3 separate regions of the Mus musculus genome follow, and regions 2 and 3 are each linked to region 1. A link is a contact called in public promoter capture Hi-C data. All regions are on one chromosome and are shown on one strand. The core of a region is the stretch at or near the end of the contact, and the rest is flanking DNA. Distances in the headings are between cores, read along the strand shown.

Evidence for each region. Promoter capture Hi-C pulls out the DNA fragments that hold promoters and counts their contacts. Capture Hi-C pulls out chosen DNA fragments and counts their contacts.
Region 2: a promoter capture Hi-C map of pre-B cells shows a contact between it and region 1. The contact joins the promoter of 4932438A13Rik here to the promoter of Atp11b in region 1. A contact is called at or near these places in 2 of 39 promoter capture datasets (liver and pre-B cells), 1 of 115 datasets of contacts at active chromatin or transcription factors (fibro-adipogenic progenitors) and 1 of 9 other capture datasets (adipose tissue).
Region 3: a promoter capture Hi-C map of adipose tissue shows a contact between it and region 1, with 4 times the contacts expected there. The contact joins the promoter of Bbs12 here to the promoter of Atp11b in region 1. A contact is called at or near these places in 2 of 39 promoter capture datasets (liver and pre-B cells) and 1 of 9 other capture datasets (adipose tissue).

What each region holds. Positions count from the first base shown.
Region 1 is chr3:35,751,688-35,755,371 of GRCm38.p6, forward strand. It overlaps Atp11b (ATPase, class VI, type 11B), which reads left to right and starts at 2,376. Exons shown (of 30, transcript NM_029570.4): 1 at 2,376-2,723. The coding sequence starts at 2,697.
Region 2 is chr3:36,861,182-36,865,017 of GRCm38.p6, forward strand. 4932438A13Rik (RIKEN cDNA 4932438A13 gene) reads left to right here and starts at 1,925. Exons shown (of 86, transcript NM_172679.2): 1 at 1,925-2,167; 2 at 3,206-3,304.
Region 3 is chr3:37,310,336-37,313,874 of GRCm38.p6, forward strand. Bbs12 (Bardet-Biedl syndrome 12 (human)) reads left to right here and starts at 2,219. Exons shown (of 2, transcript NM_001008502.2): 1 at 2,219-2,250. It overlaps Cetn4 (centrin 4), which reads right to left and starts at 2,111. Exons shown (of 5, transcript NM_145825.2): 1 at 2,022-2,111; 2 at 1-104. The coding sequence starts at 2,024.

The DNA.
Region 1 (3,684 bases), core at 1,126-3,625:
GTTTTCATGGGGTCCACTTAAATCCAACTGCAACAAAGAGCCAGAATATCTCAGATCATTTAAGCTCGAAAACCACAACTTCTGTGACAAGTAATTGTTACATTTTCCCATCAATCAGGACAGGAATTGGTTCCTGGGCCTGGGAACGTGAACTTAGTTTAACCCTGCCAGCAAGTTGGGAAAGTTGTCCTTGAGATGGCTGGACCCAGACAAGTGTCTCTTTACAACAGAAGGCATTCAGCTATTGGGAAGTCCCCAGCTCCCCTAGGGCCTGGGACCTTGAACTTAGTTTCCCCCTATGGTTAAATGGAGGTTAAAAACAAAATGTCAGTACTTAGGGCAAGTTTCTTTTGTTTGTTCCCAATAGCATACACATACAACTGAAATCAAGATTTCAGAGAATTGATCCCTCTGACCTCTATACACCCACATGGCACATACTCCTACCTCCAAGAAATAAATTTAATTAAAAAAAAAACCCTGATTATTATACATGGAGAAGATTTTACCACCACTAAAGAATTACAACTATAGTATAAAAATGCTCGGCCATGCTATGGTTCTGGTAGAAAATGTTTGGAGCAAAACACTGCCCTGTTGCTATTTTTGTTCCTGACAGTTTGGACTTTCATATGGTCTTCACATATTTGAGCTGCTTTTTGCCACATTGCCTCATAACACCTCGAATCAACTCCTTCCTAATTCCCCACCCCCTGTCCACTTCCACCTTTAGAAATTTGGAAGCCAGTTCAATGATATGTAATGCATCCTCTAGGTTGCTGTTTTACAGGTTTTCTTGACAAATTTTGGTGGCATATAAATAAAACATTTCCAGGCCTACTTTGTAACCAAGTCACTGAGAAACGAGATGTGAGAAGTAAGTTTGTTTAGGAATATAGCTTAAGAACACAGGTTCTACTGTCCGATTATCCATAATCCAAATCACAGTTTTGCCGAATTATTTAACTTGAGCTTCTCCATCTGCACAATCGGGATAATACGTACTTCAGAGACCCAATTAGAGTATCGGGTAGAGCTTGACGCAGTGGGTTCTGGGACACTGCCTTAGAACGGAAGTAACATTTTGTTTTCTCTAAAAGCATTCCAGTAACTTTATGCTGGTGTCACAGAGTAAGGGTCGGGCATAAGAGCAAAACGAAGGTTCCTTTTTCTTTTTAAATATCTGTCCTAAATTTGGGTAATTTATAATATTAAAAAAAAATTATTGCAGGTCCCCCCCCCCCCCCCCCGAGACAGGGTTTCACTGTATAGCCCTGGCTGTCCTGGAACTCACTTTGTAGACCAGGCCGGTCTCGAACTCAGAAATCTGCCTGCCTGTGTCTCCCGAGTGCAGGGATTAAAAAGGGATTAAAGGGCTCCATTGCAGATTTTATAGGCCATAGATAACTGAAAGACTCTAATTGCAATGCTGGATTAACTAAGACATGACTACTGAAACCAAAAGACAGATTTGTCTAATCACCGTAGCTTAGATTTAGGTTTTTGCAGAATGTTACTTTTCAAATTACAAATGTCTGATGGTGACGTGTTTTAATTCAGGAAAAAGAGAGTACGACGAAGACGAACAGGTGGCTGCTTTTAGACAGTATAAACTTGTTCCAGTTGCTTGTATGGGCCTTCTTAAAAGTTATCCACACCCTTGTTAGAGAGGTCACGCTACTTTGGAGGTAGTTTTCATTGCATGCTTAGCAATTAGCTTTCCGAGGAAAGTCTCTCCCCTTAGCCTTTCCAGCTTAATTCATCAGGATAGGAACTCAGCAATAGCTCCAGAAATTGAGGTGCAGGCTGGACTCTCACAGAGAAATCTCAAACTTTCCCCAATATTAGTCCACTTTGGTTACTCGCTGAGTTATGTGTGAAGCAATTAAATGCCTTTGACAATTAAAAAAATTTTTTTTACCAAGTCTATAAGAATTTTGTACAATTTAGTTTGATCATAATCATCTCCCTCTCCAAATGTAAGTCTTTGATAATTTAATGGTCTGGGCACAGACCTTTTGGTCACATACATTTGCTGGTGTGGATCCGAATGTTGGGGTGGATGGGGGGGGGGGTTGGTGGGGGAGGGGGAAGATCTGTGACAGGGCAGAGCCAACTCCTCTTCGAGGAGTTGCTACAGCCTAGCCGGCCAAGATACAAAAACTCGAAAAAGGCCCACAGAGCCGGCGAGCCTGACAGCGCTCACGTTTTCGCGACAAACCGCCCCGGAAAGGGGCGGGCAAACCCGCGCGGAAACACGGAAGGGTGGGCCTCCGAGAGGTAAAGAAGCGGGCGGGTCCAGAGCAGGTGAGGGAGGGGCACAGGGCTTGGGGGCGGGACCATGGAGGGCGAGGGCGGGGCGGCGCCGTGGGGGCGGGCCCATGGCGGGCGAGGGCGGGGCGGCGCCGTGGGGGCGGCGGTGCTTCGGGTGACAACGGTCAGAGATGAAGGTGGCGGCGGCTCAGCGGGGAGTAGTGCTGCGCCGGGCGCGGTTGGCAGCCAGGCCGCGCCTGTAGGACCTCCGGGCCGGGGTGGCGGGATGGGGACCCGACTCGGGTAGAAAAGCGGGGACAGCAGAGAGCAGAACTTAAGCCCGAGGGGCTCGCCTGCTCCGGTCACACTCGGAGTCCTCTTCCACCTGCTGCCGCTCGGTCCCGCGTCCGGCGGGCCACGACGGCGTCGGCGACGGCGGGGGCATGTGGCGCTGGGTCCGGCAGCAGCTGGTAAGTGAGGGCTGGGTGGCGCGGCGGGGCGGCGAGGGCTAGGCCGCGGCGGGGGCGCGCGGCTCTCTCTCGGCCCGGGCTCCGCACAGCGCGGGGATGCACTGCAGCTTGCGGCCGCTGAGGGTCGCGAGCCGCGCGGGCCCCGAGGTGGCGGAGGTAGCGGCGCGGGGCGCGGGTCAGGCGGCTCCCCCGGACTCCGAACTAGGCTCGTGCGGGCTCCGGAGGAGGTCTGGGTCCTCCTCGGCCTCCCGGCGGAAGCTCGCCCTGGGCCTAGGAGGAAGGCGCGCCGGAAAGGTCTTCACCGCAGACCGGTGCAACTTCTCTGTGCATCTCTTGTGTGTCACCCACCCCTCAAGGCGGTTAGAACGCACGGGTTAGGAGCCAGTGGTTTAACTTTTGAACATTACTGTATTACCTGGAAAAAGAAAAAGAAAACCCTAGAGTGACTTAAGTGTCTAAAAAGCGTCACCTTTCTCAGAAATCATTCACAGACGAAAATCTCTCATGTCCCTTGGCACTTGCAGCCCAGAAAATAACAACGCCAAGGCGACAATGACAGTTAAGGCAGACATCACTTCAGTTCTAGGAATGCTAATCTATATGCTGTTTAATTTTGAAATTGTACCAATTGCAGTATTTTTTTTCTACGAGGTTTCAAGGCAGTGATAAATCTTAGAGAAACAGAAATGTCCTGTTTTGAGACCAAAATCTTCATTCTTTTTTCTTGTGGTAGAACAGTTTTTCAGGTGAAAACTAAAAAGTATGTATTTCAGTCAGTCTCCTGTTTATTTTACAGTAAGCATCATTCTTAAATAAAGAAATCTTATAAATAAAACTAGAACCGCCTGCCACTCCCTCATACAAATGGTAGGTCTTTATTTTTAGCTAACTGTTGCAAATTGAAGTATTCCAGCTTTATTGGGAATCCAAGCTAATGATGTCATTTAATCCACACTTGCTT
Region 2 (3,836 bases), core at 675-3,174, 1.1 Mb after region 1:
GGTGCTGCTTACTGGATTGCTTCCCGTGGCGTGTTCAGCCTGCTTTCTTATAGAGCCCAGGACCCAACAGGGATAGCACCACCTACAAGGGCTGAGCCCTCTCCCATCAATCACTACTAAGAAAATGTCCTATAGACTTGCCTACAGCCAGATTTTATGTAGGCATTTTTATAATTAAGGTTCCCTCCTCTCAGATGACTTTAGCTTGTGTCAAGTTAACCTAAAACTATCCAGCACACCAGGGATTAGGGATAGGCCTTGAGAAAGAGTGGGAAATGACCATAAAGAACAGTAGGAAGGAAATCTCTGTATGATGTGCTGTGATGGTTACATGAACTTAGACGTGACAAAGTGGCATAGAGCCACATCATACCAGCGTAAAGTATGTTTTCATATTGTACTATACTCATATAAGGCAGAACCATCAGAGGGAGTGGAAAAGAACATTTTGTATGACTGCTACTTCCTGTGAACTGGCTGTGATTTCAAAGAAAAAAAGTTATAGCACAAAATATCATTACCTGGTTTTTGTTATGAAATTCTTTTTTTTTTTTTTCTTTTTGATGTAGCTCAGGCTGGTCCAGAAGTTTCTCTATTGGTCTCAAACCCAGGCTTTTCCAATGTGCTGGGATGCTATGCATACTTTAGCTATGTCCAGCTAGAGAAGTTCACATTGTATTTGCTGGAGGCAGTTTTTTTTTCTTTTTCTTTTTCTGACACCATCTGCATTTTTCACATGCTGGTGAAAAGTCAAAGTAGGGGGAAGGTTCAAGAGCCAGGAAGTGTTGCTATGTAAATTTCCTGAGCCACCCTGAACTCTTTGCTTAATCATCTTCCCAGGGTTAGAGGCCCTTGGAATAGAAAAGCTCTACGATGAATAACTCATCTTGAAGATGTCATCTCTTTTACACCTGTAGCTCAGGGTGGCTCTTCCTCAGGGGATAAGAAGAAAGGAGACAAGTAAGTGTTCAGATTCTCCAATTCCTCACTCACTGTAGAGGAAGTCTGCTGTGAATTATACTTCTCTTCTTGCTATCCTAAGATCTTCTTATCTCTGGAGCAATTTAGTTTCAGTTTTGTTTTGTTTTGGGGAAACTGAATCATATCTCAGTCACTTCTAGTTCAAAGAACTCTTGCTAAGACTTTATTTATTTATTTATTATATCTGGCTTCACATCTGTTTAAAAGTGGATGCTCCCACCCCCAAGTGGAAATGTTGAGTGACCTGAACTCTTAGAACCAGAGGCTTAGATATTGACAGGTAGTGTAGAGAATGTACTGGAAGCTGTGGCGCTGGGGCTCAAATCCTAGATCTCTAAACTGACAAAGTACTTCAACTTCCTGAGCCTTAGGTTTTAATTTGTGAAAAATTAAAATATTTGGTTAATTTCCTAGGTCAGTGTTTCATACATCAAATGCATCTTCTGTGAGATGCATGCCATAGCTAGCAGACTCTCCTTTTTCTGGCTTCCTTTTCCTACGTTGATTATACTGTCTACATTATCAGGACGATGTTTACAACCCCCACGCCACAATTGGAATCTGGAACAAGGTAGTTTTCAAATCAGTAGTGACCTGTGTCTCTCAGACTAGGCTACGCCCTGTGGACATGGCCCCGCCCCTCTGCTCAGGCCTGTTCTCTTGTAAAAACAGGATTCGCCTCTAGGCACAGGTTCCAACTTTAGTCTTTAGTTTGGTCCTGAAGCTCAGGCTTTGCCCCATTGACCTAGATCTCATCCCTAGGGCCTAAGCCCTGTCCTCTGCCCCGGCCTTCCAAGGCCCCGCCTCCGCCCCGGCCCGCCCCGCCCCGGCCCCGCCCCCGGCCCAAGCGGCGCTTCTCCGTTCGGGCCTGGTGCCAGTGAGGGGCGGGGCTAACTCGGTTCTTGGGCGGGGCCAGAGTGGCGTACACGGAGGCGCTGGCGCCTTGACGTGATACGCTGCCAGTTGACGCAGCTGCGGTGCCGCTGGCCTCCACTCCTGCCTCGGCTCTACTCCTCCGCCCCATGGGTGTCCGAGGCGGCGGGCCGAGCTGGACGTGCTACAGGCTGAGGGTGTAAGCATCAGCGGAGGTCCCGACTCGGGGCTGTTGTGCTGTCAAGTGAGAGGAGCTCGAGAGGCTGCGCGCGGTGAGGGCTGGGAGGTGGCGAGGTGGGCAGCGCCTTTCCGGGTGAGTCTGGAAGGTTTGCGGGGTCGCGGCTGTGGCGCGGGCCTGGGGGTCGGAGGTCGGAGGTCGGAGGTTAAGGTGGAGGCCTAGCAGGCCCTGACAGCCGGGTGCTGGGGTTGCGGGCGGGGGGGGCGGGCGCGCGGACCTGGCGGGGTGGGCAGGGCCGAGCGCCCCGGGTTGGCTCGGCCCTCGTCTGGTAGGGCATACCTGAGTGGACACCTCTCCTGCCAGAGGAAGGTCCACAAGGGTTATCTTCCATCCGGGGAATATTAGATTTCTTCCTTCCTCGCCCCATCGGTTGTGGTGTTGACAGTGGGATGTCCGGTAAAGGGGACGAATTCTTGTAAATTTCCTCTGAGCAGTCATGGGTTCTGGAACGGAGAAAGTAGGTTTCAGGTGGTTTCGCGTTGCTGCTTTCATCCCGTGCATGACAACGAAGCAGATTTAATCTGACAAGTATAAAAGTGGATGAGTTAGTCAGAATATTTGACTTAGCAATGACTGCTATGTGCTATTTTAATATGCGCTCATACAGTTTGTAACAAAAAGGTGAAGCCTTTCCCCACTTTGTAGCTGAGAACCTTGGAACAGAACTGTTTCAAACCTGACTTTCTCACTTTATGGCCCCTCAGTTAGCATGCCACCCCCCCCCCATTACTCAAATGCCTTAAAAGTTTGCAAGGCAAGTGCCCTGTGATAAAATGTGCCAGGTGCCCAGAGTAGAGAGGAAATGAAGGCACAGTTCTTTCCAGCAGACTCGGTGTCAGTAGAAACATTCTTTCAAGGCTGCACTTTTAAGTGTGCCTCGCAGGTAGAACGTCACCATTAGCATCCTGACTCCTACCTCGTGGACTCCTATGTTTCTTTTACATATAAAGTGGTTCTTAAATTATTTTAGTCTTATTTGAGGTGTAGGAATGTAACATTGGACCAAATACTGAAGAGTTTCCTGGTGTGTTTAAATAATTTAGTTTGAAACGGTTGCTCTACCAACAAAGTTAGGATACCTTTTCTAATTGATTGATATGCTGGTCTTTTCAGACTTGTTAAGATGAAGCGCTGCAGAAGGACCTTCAGAAGAGGAAAGATAAACAACATTGAAGATTAAAAAACTAAACAAAATAAAACAAGAAATCTTGTGTAAGTATTTCTGCCTAAGATTTAAAAAAAATCTAATTTCTTATTAAAGTCCAGATAGAGAAAAGTTAACTTTATGCTTCATTTGTGATTCAGTCCATCTGTGACCCACAAATCATTCCATCTGCATTTTGGACTGCTGATACCTGGATACCTGATTGATAATTAACTCAAGTGCTTAACTTTTGCATTGGCATAGGAACGCCCAGGGGAGGGACCAACCATCGCCGGGTGCCAGTTTGCTTTTCTTTTGCTTGCTCTATTATTTGCTCATGTTTACAAAATGCTTAGAAAAGAATATTTATATGTCTCTGTGTGCGCTTGTTATTGTTGTAGTAATTTGCCTTTTAAGTACAGATAAAGATCTCTGCAGCCAAGGCTTGCCTGGAACTAGAGATTCTCCTGCCTCAGCTTCTTGGTATAGGTTTGCAACAATTACCCAACTTGAAATGTTTTCTTCCTTTCTCTCTCTTTCTTTCTTTCTCTCTCTTTTTTTTAAATTTTGGGTTCTAAAGAGAATAGTAAAAGACATGGA
Region 3 (3,539 bases), core at 969-3,468, 1.6 Mb after region 1:
AATAAGTCAAAGGCCTCTTTAATTTCTTGCTTCTGGGTGTCATTCAGTTCAACTTTTGCTGCTTTTTTCTTCCATTGGTCTAAAGTTATGCGCTGGCTGGATGCCTGCAATAAGCATACACATGGGTGAAAACTGTGTAGCTAGAATGACAATTCAGTTATCCCATTTTCTTTTATAGAATGAGCTTGTTTTCCCCCTTGTTAATACTTTAGGTTATTAACATCTTTTCCCCCATCTTTTGAAACAGGGCCTCCCTAGGGCACCCAGACTGCCCTGGAACTCTCAGTCCTGCCCGAGATTCCTAACCACAATTATTAATTTGATAGAAAATGTGGGCATTTTTTTTCTCTTAGATTTTCCCCCTCTTAAAACTAGAGCTTTTGAAGGGAGAAGCAGCTAAGTAAACTAGCATAAAACTGTGTGGTATATCAGAGTGCAGTTAGCTTATGAGAACAGTATTATTTTAAGAAATGTGCACTTCTCATACATGTATCACAGTACTTGCTTGATGTAGTGAGAATTTTATTTTCTTTGAAAAACACAGAAATGTTGTGGGAATACGTTTTCATTCTAATCCCAGGTGTGGGATATGGGGCTGCTTCAGACTGTCCACAGCAGCTGACTATGATTTGCCTCGTGCTCTAGCAGGGGTGTGATTTTGTCAGCTGCAGATAGTTTCTTCGAATGTGTGACTTTTGGAATTCTGGCAACTTTTCAGAAGGTATACACATGCTGAGGCCTCAAGAGGTGGGGTTGTTGTTGGTGGTGGTTGGTTGGTTGGGTTTGTTAAGTAGTCCTGTGCAAAGAAGTTAGATATCCTGGCAGCAAAGATCAAACTTGTCCCAAAGAACTCTACACCCCTAATCAGTAGGAAGTAGTTTAATGATAACGCCATTCCTTTCCCCTCTACTCTTTTTCTCTCTCTCCTATCTAGCATTAGAGGGTTTAAAGAGTAGGAAAGAGTGGAAGAGAAAAGAACCCACAAAGCAGCAAACAGCACAGGGGCATGCATACTAGAACACAATCATCCTGCACCACAAAAACACAAAAGTAAAAAACCCTGGTTATGGTGAACGTCTGCTCCACAGATACGCATGAGAATGTTTGACCAATTATGCGGATACACCCAACATGTGGAAGATGAAGGATCTGTCTGCTGTTTGCTTCTTTATGTCACCAAAGTAGGTCACAGAATCACTGTAGATTCTCCTCTCTGCAAGTGGAGTGGGGAAGCCCTGGAGGTGGCTGAGGATCTAAGTGGCCTATTGGCTGTGGTCACTTCGGATTCTTGGTTCTAGAGCTGCAGATTCTGATGAGTGGTCTTCTAGAGCCTAGGGCAGCCACCTGAGTCACCATTTTTTTTTTCAGCAAGAAGTCAGTGACCCTTTAAGTGGCCTGAGTTGATGAGCCTGAGTGGTCTTCTAGAGCCTAGGGCAGTCACCCGAGTCACCATTTTTTTCAGCAATAAGTCAGTGACCCTTTAGCTTTGAGTGGCCTGAGTGGTCTTCTAGAGCCTAGGGAAGTCACCTGAGTCATCATTTTTTTTTTTTTTTTTCAGCAAGAAGTCAGTGACCCTTTAGCTTTGAGTGGCCTGAGTTGATGAGCCCCTGGCCATCAGGATTGAGTCAGTGGGCCCCTTCCTCTCCGTGAAAGAATTGCTGGTCCCCTGATCATCAGTGGTTAGCTAGGTACCCCACTTCCAGTCAGCAGATGAGTTGGTGGCTCCCTGACCCTCAGTGGTTCCTGTTCCTTCAGCGGCTGAGTTGATGGCCCGCAGGATGTTGGTGGCCCGAGGTTGATGGCCTCTGCTATGCTCGCTTCCCTGTCTTGAAGTCTGTCTGCAGTGGTCTCCGTGCCCCAGGGTCGTATCTCTTTATCGCTGGGCCAACCCTCATAGACTGCAGGCGTTGGTGGATAAATGGAAAGGGAGACCCATCTCTGTTCTCCCTGGCTTAGCTACTAAAGATCCTGACACGGAAGGCAGTAAGCTGGGAAGAACACCAGGGTCCCACAGCACTCACCATATCCCCTCCCTGCGCCCCTGCCCGCGCCCGCGCAACAGCCGCTCTCCCCTCCGCGGCCCGCGTTTGCTCCCGACAGGCGGTTGCTATAGCAGCGCTCAGCGCGCAAGCCCGCCCACCAGCTTCCGTGATTGACGACCATTGCGCCCAATGGAAAGACAAGAGAGCTCTGACCGCGCTCAAGCAGGCGGGACTGGCTGGGTTCCGGCGCTGTGCAGATCCGCGCGTGGTGAGGAGGGTCGTGGACCCTAGGGGCAGGAAGCCAGGGAGGGTGGGGGCGAGTGCTCCGTCACGCGTGTCCCCAGACTCTTTACACACCGGGCCAACAGCCCTGCGGCCTTCCGGCCCAGAGCCGCCCGAGGGCGCGCGGCGGCATGGAGCCCGAGAGGTGGGTGGGTGGGGGCGTCCTTGCGGGGCGGGACGCCAGCCTGGGACCGAGGACGGCGTGGGCCTTCTCCTGGGCTGAAAACAGTGCAAAGCAATCTTTTCCTAGTGTGCTGAGTAAAACGTGGCGCATTCCCAAAGCCGCTGCCTCACGTCGCAGACACTCAGGTTGTAATCCTTAAATCTCCTTAGGTTCCTGGGGTAAGTTTGTCCTTATGGTAGAAGCCAGTTTTCCTGCCTTAAGTTTTCCCAATGGGAACTCAAAGGATGTAAAGTCATAATATTTTGTGAGTGAAGTAAAGTATTAAATCATTTACCTATAATCTATTGGTTTTTTTTCAAGGCACGTATCGCATCCGAAAAGTTACACTTGGACAGTTTTCAGAGTCATAATTAATACTAATTTTAAATAGATTTCTGAAACCCAGAAACGAATATTAGTCAGACAGATAGGCAGGCATTCCCGCGCTCATACACACAAACACACACACCGGGGTGGGGGGGGGGAGGAGAGGGGGGTGGAAGCTGCCTTTTAGACATTCCTGAATATCATTTGATCTGATGACTATCAAAAGGCTGCTAAACCTAAATAAATCTTACATCACCATGATTTAGGAATTTGGATGTTCTAGTGTTAGAGGTTATGGTTTATGATAGGTTAAAGATAGCTTAGGCAGTAGGTTCCTTGAAGAAGAACATTCCAGAAAGAGGGACACTTAGAAATACTGAGACAGGGAGCATGCTTTGCATAGTCTAAAAGCACAGAGAAGGCCTGAGCACAGCAGATGAGTCAGAAAGGAAGAAGTGTGGGTTTTCGTGCTGTGTGGGGACAAGGCCTTTATGTGAGTGAGTTAGGGAGACTTTGTAAGATTCTCAGTACAGAAGTGAAAGGATGTGACTCACTTTTATAGGAACTCCCTGTGCTAAACAGGAGTAAAGACTATTTTCTGAGAGGCTGCTAAGCAGTGGAGTGTTGTGGTTAGATTATAGTGTTAGGAGTAGACTGGAGAGGACACCAGACTTAGTTCTGAGGAGATGAAAATCCTAGTTATACCTATCAAAAAAACGCAGAGCTTTTAAACGTAACCCCTGAAAAGCAAATGAGATGTGATCTTATGAAAAGACAATTTCTGA